Regions from separate parts of the Macaca mulatta genome. Here region 1 is linked to region 2. Evidence: chromatin contacts called from public Hi-C data. All regions are on one chromosome and are shown on one strand. The core of a region is the stretch at or near the end of the contact, and the rest is flanking DNA. Distances in the headings are between cores, read along the strand shown. Region 1 holds the start of GARNL3 (GTPase activating Rap/RanGAP domain like 3). Region 2 holds the start of SLC2A8 (solute carrier family 2 member 8).

Evidence for each region. A called contact is a pair of places that touch in the nucleus more often than the background predicts.
Region 1: a contact with region 2 is called in a Hi-C map of fetal cortex germinal zone, with 1.9 times the contacts expected there. The contact joins the promoter of GARNL3 here to the promoter of SLC2A8 in region 2. A contact is called at or near these places in 4 of 14 Hi-C or Micro-C datasets (CD4 T cells, cortical neurons, fetal cortex germinal zone and 1 more).

The regions. Positions count from the first base shown.
Region 1 is chr15:20,493,227-20,499,179 of T2T-MMU8v2.0, reverse strand. It overlaps GARNL3 (GTPase activating Rap/RanGAP domain like 3), which reads left to right and starts at 4,641. Exons shown (of 30, transcript XR_013405550.1): 1 at 4,641-4,724. RALGPS1 (Ral GEF with PH domain and SH3 binding motif 1) reads left to right here. Exons shown (of 21, transcript XR_013405554.1): 21 at 1-3,223.
Region 2 is chr15:20,315,709-20,321,969 of T2T-MMU8v2.0, reverse strand. It overlaps SLC2A8 (solute carrier family 2 member 8), which reads left to right and starts at 3,193. Exons shown (of 10, transcript NM_001265805.2): 1 at 3,193-3,298; 2 at 3,388-3,550; 3 at 3,874-4,080; 4 at 5,901-6,000. The coding sequence starts at 3,243.

The sequences.
Region 1 (5,953 bases), core at 3,392-5,891, 180 kb before region 2:
CAATTGTTGATGACCGTGTGACAAGAGAGCAAAGCCCTGGGGAGTGAACAGTCCAACCTCTGCATTCAGTTAGGAGCTCCTCACATGAACCACGTCCTTATCTGTCACCTTTTGTCACATTTTAAAGTGACTTATTTTGCACAAATACATTTTTATTCAAAATAATAAATTACTCTTTATCACAATATCTTCTCTTCCCGCTTCCCCTTTAATTTGGATATCCTAACTCTGAGAAGTTAACCGTTAAACAGTTTTCCGGAAGAGACTGAATTTCTGGGTCCTTGCAGCTGTCATGGATTCAGAGCTCACACTGATCGGGCATCAAGCTACCCTCAAGAGTTTCTGGGCTGGGTGCTTCAGAACAACATCGACACCAATAAACTGTAATAGGTCAGTTTCAAAACGACCAAAAGACCCACCACTGTATTTTGACCAAATAATGACAACTTCTCTAGAAATCTGAATGACTTGGTGAGGAAAGTAATTGTCACCAGGGCCTCATTTTGTAGTTGAGCCTTACTGTGCTTAGTAATTCGTCTTCCTTTTGAGCAAAGACTAGAATACTTTCCTGCTAAGAGAAACTCCAGGTAATAAAGTTGATGCCATCAAACCTTGACACTGGGTGCTTTGCACACCCACGCGGATGTTGCCCCTCATTCTCCCGATGACTATTCAAATCAGCATCTAGAGGCTGAATGACAATGCCAAACACTCCAGACACCTCTGACCAGAACCATGCAGTGTTAACACTTTAACTTACATTCAATCTGATTCTACCTGTTACCTTCTAAAAAGTCGTAAGTTTGGATGAAAGTGCAAGATGTGGAACATCAACTACCTATTTTCCTTGGATTTTTCCATTCTGCAAACTGTCCGGGTTTTTCACACATGGAAGTATTATAGATGCCAATCCAAAAACCTCAGAATTTCAGACACCACAAAAACAGGTAATTTTATATCCCTTATAAGTTTGTCTTTTCTTTCACAAATGTCTCAGCCTAATTTGAAATAGCACAATCACAATTCAAAATGTTTAGTCTTCTCACTAATTTAGTCTGTTTCCACGTCCTCTCCCAAGAACATTCTTAGCTCGGAATCTTGAAGAATCTCCTTAGACTTTGTTGGCAAAAGCCTTATAGAAGCAGTAAGAGCCTTGACCACACCGGAAGAGTCCTGGAGATAAGGCTGGAAGACACTCAGCTCTCTAAGCAGGGGCTCGGCCAAACATAGGCATTGAATGCTGCTTGTCTTCCCAGTGCTGGTTTGAACCCTGTGAGCCTGAGACAGAGAGGGCCAGGCACCAATCACAAGGTGGGAAAGTCCATGGGTGGACCCTCCCCCTGGAGGGAAGCATTTCTAGTTTTTGCTCCTGTACTGTCCAGAGTGCACAAATGTTTATAAAGCCATTGAAGGGATTATTTCTTGCATGCATATGCTGTATTTTTTTAAGCAAATGGATCATGGCATCCCAAAATGAAAGTTACAGAAAGTTGTCTACAACTGTGGAGTTGGTAGCTGGTAACATTGTGGTCCCAAGAACAACTCACTTCTCTCCCCAGGACAGTTGAACATGTTTTGTCATTCAAGATCAGTCAAGTGCATTCTGGCAACTGACATATTGATGGAGGATTGATTTGGTAGAGAGCAGTAGAAATCTTGTTCTAACTGTGCCCAGTGAGAGACTTTGGCCCCCCTCCCTCCCTATAAGGCTGTGGAACCCGAGGAAGTAGATACTTGAAGAGATTCTGTTTAGGAAGAAACTCACTCTCTTTTGCCAATTGAATTTATAGTGCATTTTTTTTCTTACCAAGATGGCCAGTATCATCTTACCCCCACCTCCCAAGCCCCAAGAGGTGTACCTTTTCGGATGCCATTTTACAGGCGGAAATGCTCCATGAAACAGGAAACCACTTGCAGGCAACATCTGCTCTGTTCCTCAGGTGGGGCCCAGAGCCCTTCCCCGACGCTGCTGATGTCCGTAACCACTGGGGAGCATTGCCAAAAACACAGCTTTCTGGTTTGTGAGCCCGTAAATGACTTAAATCAGCTTTACATCATTTTTACATATCAAGTGGTTTCATGTTAAAAAACAAACTCCTAGTCCTTTAGAAATAACAGATTCTCTGCACAAAACCACCCATTCATTCATTTATTCATTCGCATCACTAGCAAGTGCTGCCTGTGCTAAGAACAAGTCAGATCTGATCCCTGCCCTCATGGACCTGACCACTCAACAAACAAGTAGTCCCCACCACACATATCTCCTTAGGCAAGACTTTGCCTCTCTCCTAGCCCTGAGTATAAATCCTGTGCATAGATTGCTCCAGAAAGGCATCAAAAGGCTCAACAGACTGAATAGCCTCTTGATCTGCGAGTTCAGTTGCAGTGAGGATGAAGTCACTATCCTAGAGGCTGGTTGGCCCAGAAGAGCCAGGCACAGAGCTGCAGTTGGCCATGCCGAGGATTCCAAAGGTGGAATGAGAGAGTAGGGTTGAAATGTCACAGTATTTGCTCCATAGGTTTCTGTTTTTAATTTCAATGTTAAATATAACTACAATGTGAGCGAGAACTGCATTTTCTTGGGTGTTGAGAACTTGTACCATGGACTTGAGACCGCCTTGCAGCCCTATGCTGCACAAGCGTGTACACCCCCTGGGCAGCCTCAAAACCCCGCTTACAGCAGCAACACAGGAGATCATCTGTCCATTTTATAACCATTAATCTCTTTATCCATTTCTGAACGACTGTGACTATTCACTAATGAAATAATAGTAATTAATTAGTATGGTATAATCTTTAATAAATTTCGTGCCAAAATGCATGGTTTTCCACTTAGCATTCAAAATGTTGCATCGAGAGTAGTTTTCAATTTCTTATGTACTCTTCGAAGTAAGTTGAAAATCAGTTTCTACATTTTAATTCGTTTCCTGTTAAATCTGTTGCACTCTCCTGGGCTGTCTTTTTTTCCAGCAGACCCCTGCATGCAGTTGTGTAAGGACTTTCTCTAATTCTTGTGAATTGTCTCACCCGCAGTAACCACTGAACATCAACCAGCCCTCCATGGGGTTCTTTAGATTTTTGGTGAAGTATTTTGTTACCTCAGTCTTGTATCAAGTTGCTGTATTTTTCAGCTTGTTACATTGATAATAATTATTTCACTAATTAAATACTTTAATGTACAACATCTTTGTTTACTTTGAAATTAAATGTGTTTTCCAATGAATACTGCTCAGTTTATTAAAGTCACACACATTCACTTAGCAAACAGTTGCTGTTTCAGATAGACACAAAGGAGGCATGGGGAGCCCAAAACTCAGCTAGGACGTAACCAGAGCATCAAAACCATGCAGGAGCAGCATCCTCAGGAAGGGACAGGCACTCCAGGGAGAGAGGCAGGAGACGTAGGATGCTTTAGAGGGCAGTGGGTATTTGGAGATTCAGTTCAGAGGTTGCAGAACACATGAAGGGTGGGGGCAACAGGGAGACAGAAATGAGAAGGAGCAGAGTGAGGCTGAGAAAAAGGCAACCCGATCTCACTGAGTACAGGTTTTGCGGGAGTAATGGGATTTTAAGTCTGAAAAGGTATGTTGGGAGGACTTCATGATGTTAGGCAAAAGCCCAGAACTCCACTATACCTCGCTTGGAGAAAAAAGAGGGCTGTCTTAAAAGGGTTATCTCGTGGAAACCTGAGGGGAGGTCCAGGGGCATCTCTAGAGGGGCTGGAAGGAGAAATAAAAAGGCCTCCTCTACATCTTTCTCTCAGTGCTATCTGGGCAGCCGCTTCATTCTCTCACAAAGTTCAGGCCTTACCAAGAAAGAACCTGGAAGTCATTGAGGAAGTGTGCACCAGGGGGTGATGTGATCCCCTGACCCGGACTGCCTCAGTTTCCCAGCCAGTGCCTTCCAAAGCTGCAGTGGCCAGTCCCCCAAGCACAGGTTCCCCCACACCAGCACAGTCCTCGGGTTCTGCTCCACCATCCCAGTTCCAGGCCAGCATAGCCACACCTCCCTAGCTACCACAAGGCCCCGCTTGCCGAGGTAGCCCTAGTTTACCTCCTCCTCCTGATTTAGACGGCACGGTGGCCCCAGCTTTACCCAGATGGGGTCGCTGCCCTCAGTCACAGTGCAGTGTTCAAGGGCCCTGAGAAGAATGCATTTGACTTAGGGAAGTGAGGATGGGGTTGGGGGTCGTCACAGTTAGAAACTAACAGTCAAGACTCGAACCCACAACTGGTATCCTGCAAAGCTCCAGCCCCTTAGCCTCACGGCGTCAGGCGCCACAAACGGCCACCAGATCCTGCGATCCATCAAGGGGGATGGATGGCAGGATCCCGGAGTCAACGCAGACCAGACGGCGAAACGCCGCTTTAGCCACGGGTGCGGGCATCTACCCCGCGCGGAGCCTGCGGGCAGGCTGGACAAGGGCGCAGGAGAGGGGTGGCTGGGCGGGGCCACCGAGTGTGGGCGGGGCCTCGCGGCCGGGCGGGGCTGTGGCAGGCCCTGTCAGAGCAGAACTGAGGAGGCGATGGAGCTGGTCTGGGAACCGAGTCAGTGGGAGCTTCGAAGGGAAAAGGCGGGGCTCCTGGGGGCGGAGCCATACCTGTGGGCGGGACATGGGAAAGGAGGGCCCTAGGGGCGGAGCTACAATAGAAAGGGCCAGGAGGTGCTGAGGCGATGAGGAGCCGAACTCCAAGGGACGACGCTCGACAAAGCAGAGGTTTGGGGTAAGGGCGAGGGCCTTGCGCGAGCTCAGTAGTGCAGGGGTAGGTGGGCGGGGCCAGGGTCTGTGCTGAGGGGCAAGCAGCAGGAGGGTTGGGGTCGTGGACGGGACAGTCGAGGATAGGATGGGCGTTTTAGGCCTGTGGGCCCCGCAGAGGTGCCGAAAGCCGGCGGCAAGAACCCGGCGGAGCTGGCGCGGGAGGGGCGTTACCGGAGCGCGGGGCGGGGCGTGGGCGGGGTGTGGGCGGGGCCTTCTCCGGGCTGAGGGCGCGGGGCGAGCAGAGCAGGAGTTGAGAGCGGGGCCGGGGCGGGGCCTGTAACAGGCTGAGCGGGCGCGGGGCGGGGCCTGTAACAGGCTGAGCGGGTGCGGGGCGGGGCCGGGACCAGGGTGAGCGATCGCGGGGCGGGGCCAGGACCAGGGTGAGTGATTGCGGGGCGGGGCTTGGGCCCCGCGGAGGGTCCGGGCAGGCTGGGGTTCGGGGCGGGGCTTGGGCGGGGCCTGAACCAGGATAAGAGGCGCGAGGCGGGCTGGGCCGTGGTTCGGGGCGGGGCCGGGGCGGGGCCTGGGCCCAGCGAGGGGCGTGGGGCGGGGCGTGGGCTGCGGCGTGCGAGCCGAGCGGCCGGCCGAGGCCCGAGCCCACCCGAGTGCGCCCGAGCCCGCGGCCCCCGCCCGGGGCGATGGAGCCGGAGCCCGGCGGGGTGGCCGCTGCGCTCCTGCGGCAGAAGAGGGCGGCGCTGCGGCGCAGGGGGTGCAGCTTCGAGAGCCCAAGGTACTGCGACCTGGGAGGGGTGCGGCCGGGCGGGGCGCTGGCCACGTGGGGGGATGGCGATGTGAAGGGACAGCGGGGCGAGGCCGCGGCGTGGGAAGGGTCGGCGGAGGCTCTGAGGAGACCGGGCGCGTAGCCCGGGCTGAGCGGCCGTGGACTGTGGGAGGGGCCGGGCCGTCGCGCGGGAGGTGAGGGAACGGGTGTCGGGCGTCCAGAAGCGTCGGTCCGGTGGCAGGCCCCGCACGCCCGCTGCTTCGGCGGGGCATGGGCTGAGGAGAACGTGCCCTGCCCACCTCCGGTAAACGCTCAAGGGCAAGGTCGGGAGCTCACCCCTCTGTCCACTGGAGGCTTCCTTCCGGCACCCCGCGTGCCCTGGCAGCCGCACACCTGCTGCCTCCGCGCCCCGGCTGGCCCTGGCACCCGCGGCCCCCGCGCCCCTCTCCCTCGCGACGCCAGCCTCTGCCCGG
Region 2 (6,261 bases), core at 1,944-4,443:
CTAAGATTGCACCACTGTACTCCTGCCTGGGCAACAGAGGGAGACCCTGTCTCAAAAAAAAAAAAAAAAGAAAAGAAAAGAAAAAAAAAAAGAAAGCATTCTCAAACCCTTCCTTCTTGTTGAGTCCCCTTCACTCTTTCACATAAATGATATGAAGATAATAATTTAGTTTATCTGCCTTTCCTGGCTCCTCCTCCAGTGTGAGCAGAAAGAAATGTGGACTGGGCCAAGTGCGAAAGAAAGTGAAATCTCAGCCACCTACCCAAGGGGAAATCCAGTTTCATTAGCATTGTTTGCAAATATTTTAATCTGTGTGAAGAAGGTATTTTACTTTGGCTTTATTCTAGCCATTTCAATTTTATTCTATCTTTTCCTACTTACATTATTCCTGTTACCTACCCCGTTAAAGCAGCTCAGAAGAGTTCTTCTGCAGGCCTTTTTTTTTTTAGACAGATTCTCACTCTATTGCCCAGGCTGGAGTACAATGGCACGATCTCAGTTCACTGCAACCTCCACCTCCCAGGTTCAAGCGATTCTCCTGCCTCAGCCTCCTGAGTAGCTGGGATTACAGGTGCGCACCACCACGCCCAGCTAATTTTTGTATTTTGGTAGAGATGGGGTTTCACCATGTTGGCCAGGCTGGTCTCGAACTCCTGACCTCGTGATCCGCCTTCCTTGGCCTCCCAAAGTGCTGGGATTACAGGTGTGAGCCACCGCGCCCGGCCAGCAGGCCTTCTTTGTGAGTGTGGAGAACTGAGTTTGACAGGACCTTGGTCTGACAGATTTTATAGAAGTTTGGGTCGTACCTCCTAGTGGGCCTTGCACACTGTGGGGAGAGCTCCCCTGTCTGTCTTTTGTGCAAACAGATCAGCATGATAACCCAAGCGGAAGGTTGCTTGGTTCATTTTTGGCAGAAGGCAAGAGGCAAGAGTAGTGAAGCCAGTGGTATTTAGGTATACCCAGATGGGGCTGTGTATAGCCACGTGTGTCTGCTCATATTCTTTGCAGCAGTTAGCATGCCCGTTCTTCCTCCATGTTTTTTATGCCCTTTTCCTATATAGGGGGGAAAAAACACTGTCTCAACCCCACCAACAGTTTAATGAATTATGTTTTATTATCCTTGCTTTTCAAATAAGGAAACAGGCTCAAAAAGGGGCAATGGTTTGAACCTGCAAGTTCTTTGACTGCAGAGCCCTTGCTTTCCCCATGTCTGCCATGCAGAGCCAGGCTAAGTGCCTTGTGTCAGCTGGATCTGGCTGGTGTTTTTCATGTTCAACTAATTTGTAAGCTTTATGAGCTTGTATCTGTGTTTTTCCTTTTTTTTTCCCTGAAGTTTCTTGCTTCACAGCGTAGCATAAAAAAATCCACGGACTATTTTAGAGCATTCTTCCAAATCAGCAGCATTAGAGCTACCCACAATTTGACAAGAGTCACAGGTCTGAGAAGGGATGTAGCGAGGGCAAAAGGTGGACCCTACTAATCAGGCTGATGGTGCTTTGCCTATGAAAAGGGGGCAAGAGGCTGCTCTGGCAACATTATTTGTTTACAAAGGCCAACAAGTGAGTTCTGCACACTCACGGGAAGGGAAGCCATCGGCCACAGGGTGAGGAGCACCCTGCCTGCACAACCCTTTCTGTGTACCTGACTGGCTGAGTCACACAGAAAATCATCTAAGTGCAGTGTCTGCCCAGGGAGTTTGAGGCACTGATCCACTCTGCAAACACCAAGTGCCTCCTCTCCAGAGGAGGTCATGTCCATTGGGGAAGGACAGAAGTAAACAGGGGTCACAAAGCAGTGATAAATGCTGTGATAAGAATACAGTGCTTGAGTTATTCTTATCACAGCATTTATCACTGCTTTGTGTTGTCAAGCACTTGAGTTATCAAGCACTAGATGCTGTGGGAGTACAGAAGGGCAGTTGCCTAAGTCTTTAAAGATAGTCTTGTGGTCAGGATTGAAAAATGTTGCTTGCTAGAACCATCAGGTGACTGCAGTATGTCAAATGACTATCTTCATCATACCGGTTAGCCTTTGAGTGCTTCATATGTCTTATATACATTACCTTGCTTCACAACTCTCCTGGAAGATAATGGTCATCCCCACTTAGAGATGAGGAAACACAAGGCCCAGGGAGGGATTACAAGCCAAGCCTCTTACTCCCATGCCCTGGCTCTTTCCAGAATTACACCAGCATTCCACCGCAGCTGCCTGCAACCAGAGTGTTGGGTATGAATTGGGTACAACTGGTGAGATCCAACAGTGCCTCATCATTTGACTTGGGTGCACAAGGGGAGAAGGCGGCATTAAAATCTACAGGGAACTCAAAATTCGGAGACAGGTAGATGAAGATTCAAGAGTCAGGACTCGCTGTGAAGTGAGTGACACTTAAGAGGGGAAGTGAAGCCCAGATCTGTCACACATAGGGCGTGGGGTACCCCGCCTACCACTGGTCCTCAGCACCTGGAGACCCGAGCCTTCAGCAATCTGGGAAGCATGAAGATGGGTTTCGGTGCACAGGGCCACGCCTCCGCCGCCAGCAGCCTAGCGGGAGCGTATGACCAGTCTCGGCGTCCGAGAGGAGAGGGAGGCGGCCCAGGACAGTCTGCTTAGAGGCTCTCTCCCCTGCAGAGCTGGGCCCAGGCAGAGGTCAGATACCTCCAATACAAGCCCCAGGGCAGCGATTAACGCGGGGCAGGAACTGCAAACCGGACCCGGCAGGACAGTTGCAGCTTCTCAGAGTTGGGGGAGGGAAGTCTCGGGCTGAGGCCCACGTGCTCCGCCTTCGCCCCGCCCCTACCCTCATTGGTTGAAGCTAGATTGAGAGGCGGTGCCAGAAAAAAAACTCCTCCCTCCAACCTCATTGGCCAGCTCAGTTCTGAGGCAGCTCTCTGGCCCCGTTTACGGGCTCCCACTACAATCCAATTGGGTGATTGTGTGCTCCCAGACGGAAACTCCGCCCACCTGTACCTAGGGCCTTTCCGTCCTAGGGGCGGTTCCAGCGCGTTTTGCTAATCAGCGTTATGCTTCCATTGGTATACTTTAATATGAGGGCGGGTCCTAGCGCATTCGCTAATCCCGCCTTGCATTCCTATTGGCTGCTTCTGCTCTGCGATTCCGATCCCGCCCAGCACCGCCCCCCGCCCCCCGCCGCCCATTGGCTGCGAGAGGCCGGTGCCGACCGCACTCGCGGGGCCGGTGGCGGTTCAGGCGCCGGAGCTGGCCGATCGGCGTTGGCCGCGGACATGACGCCCGAGGACCCAGAGGAAACCCAGCCGCTTCTGGGGCCGCCTGGCGGCAGGTGAGCCCCGGGGAACCCGGGCCCGGACGTGGCCTCGCCCTCCCGCCCCTCCGCGTCCGCTCAGCTCACCCTCGGTCCTGTCACCGCAGCGCGCCCCGCGGCCGCCGCGTCTTCCTCGCCGCCTTCGCCGCTGCCCTGGGCCCACTCAGCTTCGGCTTCGCGCTCGGCTACAGCTCCCCGGCCATCCCGAGTCTGCAGCGCGCCGCGCCCCCGGCCCCGCACCTGGACGACGCTGCCGCCTCCTGGTTCGGGGTGAGGCCCCGGACTCGCCCCTCCAGCCCTGGGACCCCGCGCCCTCCTCTCGGGACAGGCATCGGGCCCCTCCGCCACCGCCCTTCCCCAGGAGACGGGCATCGGGCCTTTCGGGACGGGCATCGAGTTCTTTGGTCCCCCACCCTTCCCCTCGGGACAAGCGCCGGACCACTCAGTCCCCCACCCCTCCCCTCGGGACGGGCGCTGGGCCCCGGCTCATTTGCCTGGAGTCGCCCCCTTCCCTCTGAGCCCGCGGGGCGTGGGCGGGGGGAGGGATGGGCTGCGGCTTCGGCGCCCCCTCCTCAGCCTCCGCCCGCCCCCAGGCCATCGTGACCCTAGGTGCTGCGGCAGGGGGAGTGCTGGGCGGCTGGCTGGTGGACCGCGCCGGGCGCAAGCTGAGCCTCCTGCTGTGCTCCGTGCCCTTCGTGGCCGGCTTTGCCGTCATCACCGCGGCCCAAGACGTGTGGATGCTGCTGGGGGGCCGCCTCCTCACCGGCCTGGCCTGCGGTGTTGCCTCCCTAGTGGCCCCGGTGAGTGTCCCGTCTCGCGAGTGTCCTGTCTCGCGCGGCCTGAGACAGAGGAGGAGTGGACAAACCGCTCCTCAGTCCTAGGGGCGCGGCTTCCCCTGGCGGGACCTTACAGGTGCCAGGCTTGAAGTCCCTGCGTTATCTCGCGGTCCCTCCCGTCCACCCTGGGAAGGATCCTGCTGTTCTCTCCATTTTACACTGAGGTCATGACATGCAGTCTCGGAAAGGTGAAGTCCTTTGCCCAGGCAGGGTCCACAGCTAGTCAGAGGGGAAGCAGTTGCTGGAACCCAGGATTATCCCACTTAGCCGTGCCCATCTTTTGCTCTGCAGACCTGCAGATGATCCATAGGAGCCCACTCCCAACATTATGGTTTTCATCCCTGGCTTCGGGTCAATGACTGCAATTAGCAGGAAGTTCCTGTCCTGGTTTCTCCTGGGGCAAAGGCTGCTGGCCTGTGTTCCCCTTTCCTTGTCACAGGCCAGCCCCTCCTTCCCCATCTTCCCCCTTTCCCCCTCCTGACCCAGGCTGCCCACTTGGGAGCCCCGAACATCTGGGTCAAATCCTGGTTCTGCCACTGACCTGAGCAGAGTGTCTGCCTGGGCCTCAGTTTCCTTCCCTGGAAAACAGGGATTATGGCATTAGTCCCTGAGGTAGTGGTCAGGATTCAGTGGGACTTTGGGTAGACAGCCCCTGGCATGGCTTATGGAGGACTGGACCCTGACAGCTTGGTGACCCATGAACTGCCCCCAGCCATGGGCGTGGACAGTATCTCACCCAAGTGAGGTTGAAAGCAGCCACTCAGGGCCCTCCCTGGGTGCTCATTTCACCAGCATTTGCTAACTGGCAGCAGCAGCTGGACCAGAAGAGGGTGGGGAAGAAGCTGGACCTTTTACGTCTGTGGTTTTTTTAACTGGGCAGAAACACACCTGTGTTAGGGCTTAAGCTATGGAATAACCTTAGATGCATGGGTGAGGGCCTGGTGGCCTGTGGGCTCAGGAGGAAGCAGTGCCTAGTGACTGAGGCAGAGAGTTCGTGCTTCTGGTCTAAGGCCACCACTCAAAGCGTGGGCCCTGGGCTAGGATCCTGGGTGGGCACACATGGAGCTGGTTAGCAAGGTGGAATCTTTTGCCTGCCTAGACCTACTGCATCGGAATCTACGTTTTACCTAGGGTGTCTGTGCCCATTAAATGAAGGTCTGAGAAGCTCTGTGCCCACTGCCTCGCCATCACATGCAGCCCTCTCTGTTACCTTTAATCCCCTTTAAACGCCTGCCACAGACCTTTCAGTGGTGAGGACCTGGGGATGGCTCTGCTCACCTGGGCAGGTTCCACTAAGGGGCCTCGGGACCTGCCATAACCCCCCGCAAGGACTTTCCTCAGCTCTGAATGGTTGAGACCTTTCTGTTTTAAGAACTCTTGGAGCCTGAGTAAAGCCTCATCGTTTTTTTTTGTTTGTTTTTTTAATTTTTAAAATTTTTAAATTTTTTTTAAATTTTTATTTATTTGTTTATTTTTAAGACGGAGTTTCGCTCTTTTTGCCCAGGCTGGAGTGCAATGGTGAGATCTTGGCTCACCACAACCTCCACCTCCCAGGTTCAAGTGACTCTCCTCCTTCAGCCTCCTGAGTAGCTGGGATTACAGATGCATGCCACCAGGCCCAGCTAATTTTGTATTTTTAGTAGAGATGGGGTTTTTCCCTGTTGGTCAGGCCAGTCTCGATCTCCTGACCTCTGATGATCTGCCCGCCTCGGCCTCCCAAAGTGCTGGGATTGCAGGAGTGAGCCACTGTGCCCAGCCCTAAATCCTCGTCTTGTTGCTGGCAGGTCTACATCTCTGAAATCGCCTACCCAGCAGTCCGGGGCTTGCTCGGCTCTTGTGTGCAGCTGATGGTCGTCGTCGGCATCCTCCTGGCCTACCTGGCAGGTATAGTTGTCATTATCTCTTGCTTCCTGTTTGTGGTCATGTGGCCATTTTACAGATGTGTAAACAGAGGTTCAGAGAGGTCAAGGGACTTGTCTGAGGTCACACAGCCAGTGCCCAACATGCCAGGCTCCAGATCACCTTCCTGGGACCTTGGGATAGGTGAGTCTTTTTTTTTTTTTTTTTTTTTTTTTTGAGACAGAGTCTCGCTCTGTCACCCAGGCTGGAGTGCAGTGGCGGCTCACTGCAACCTCCATCTCCTGG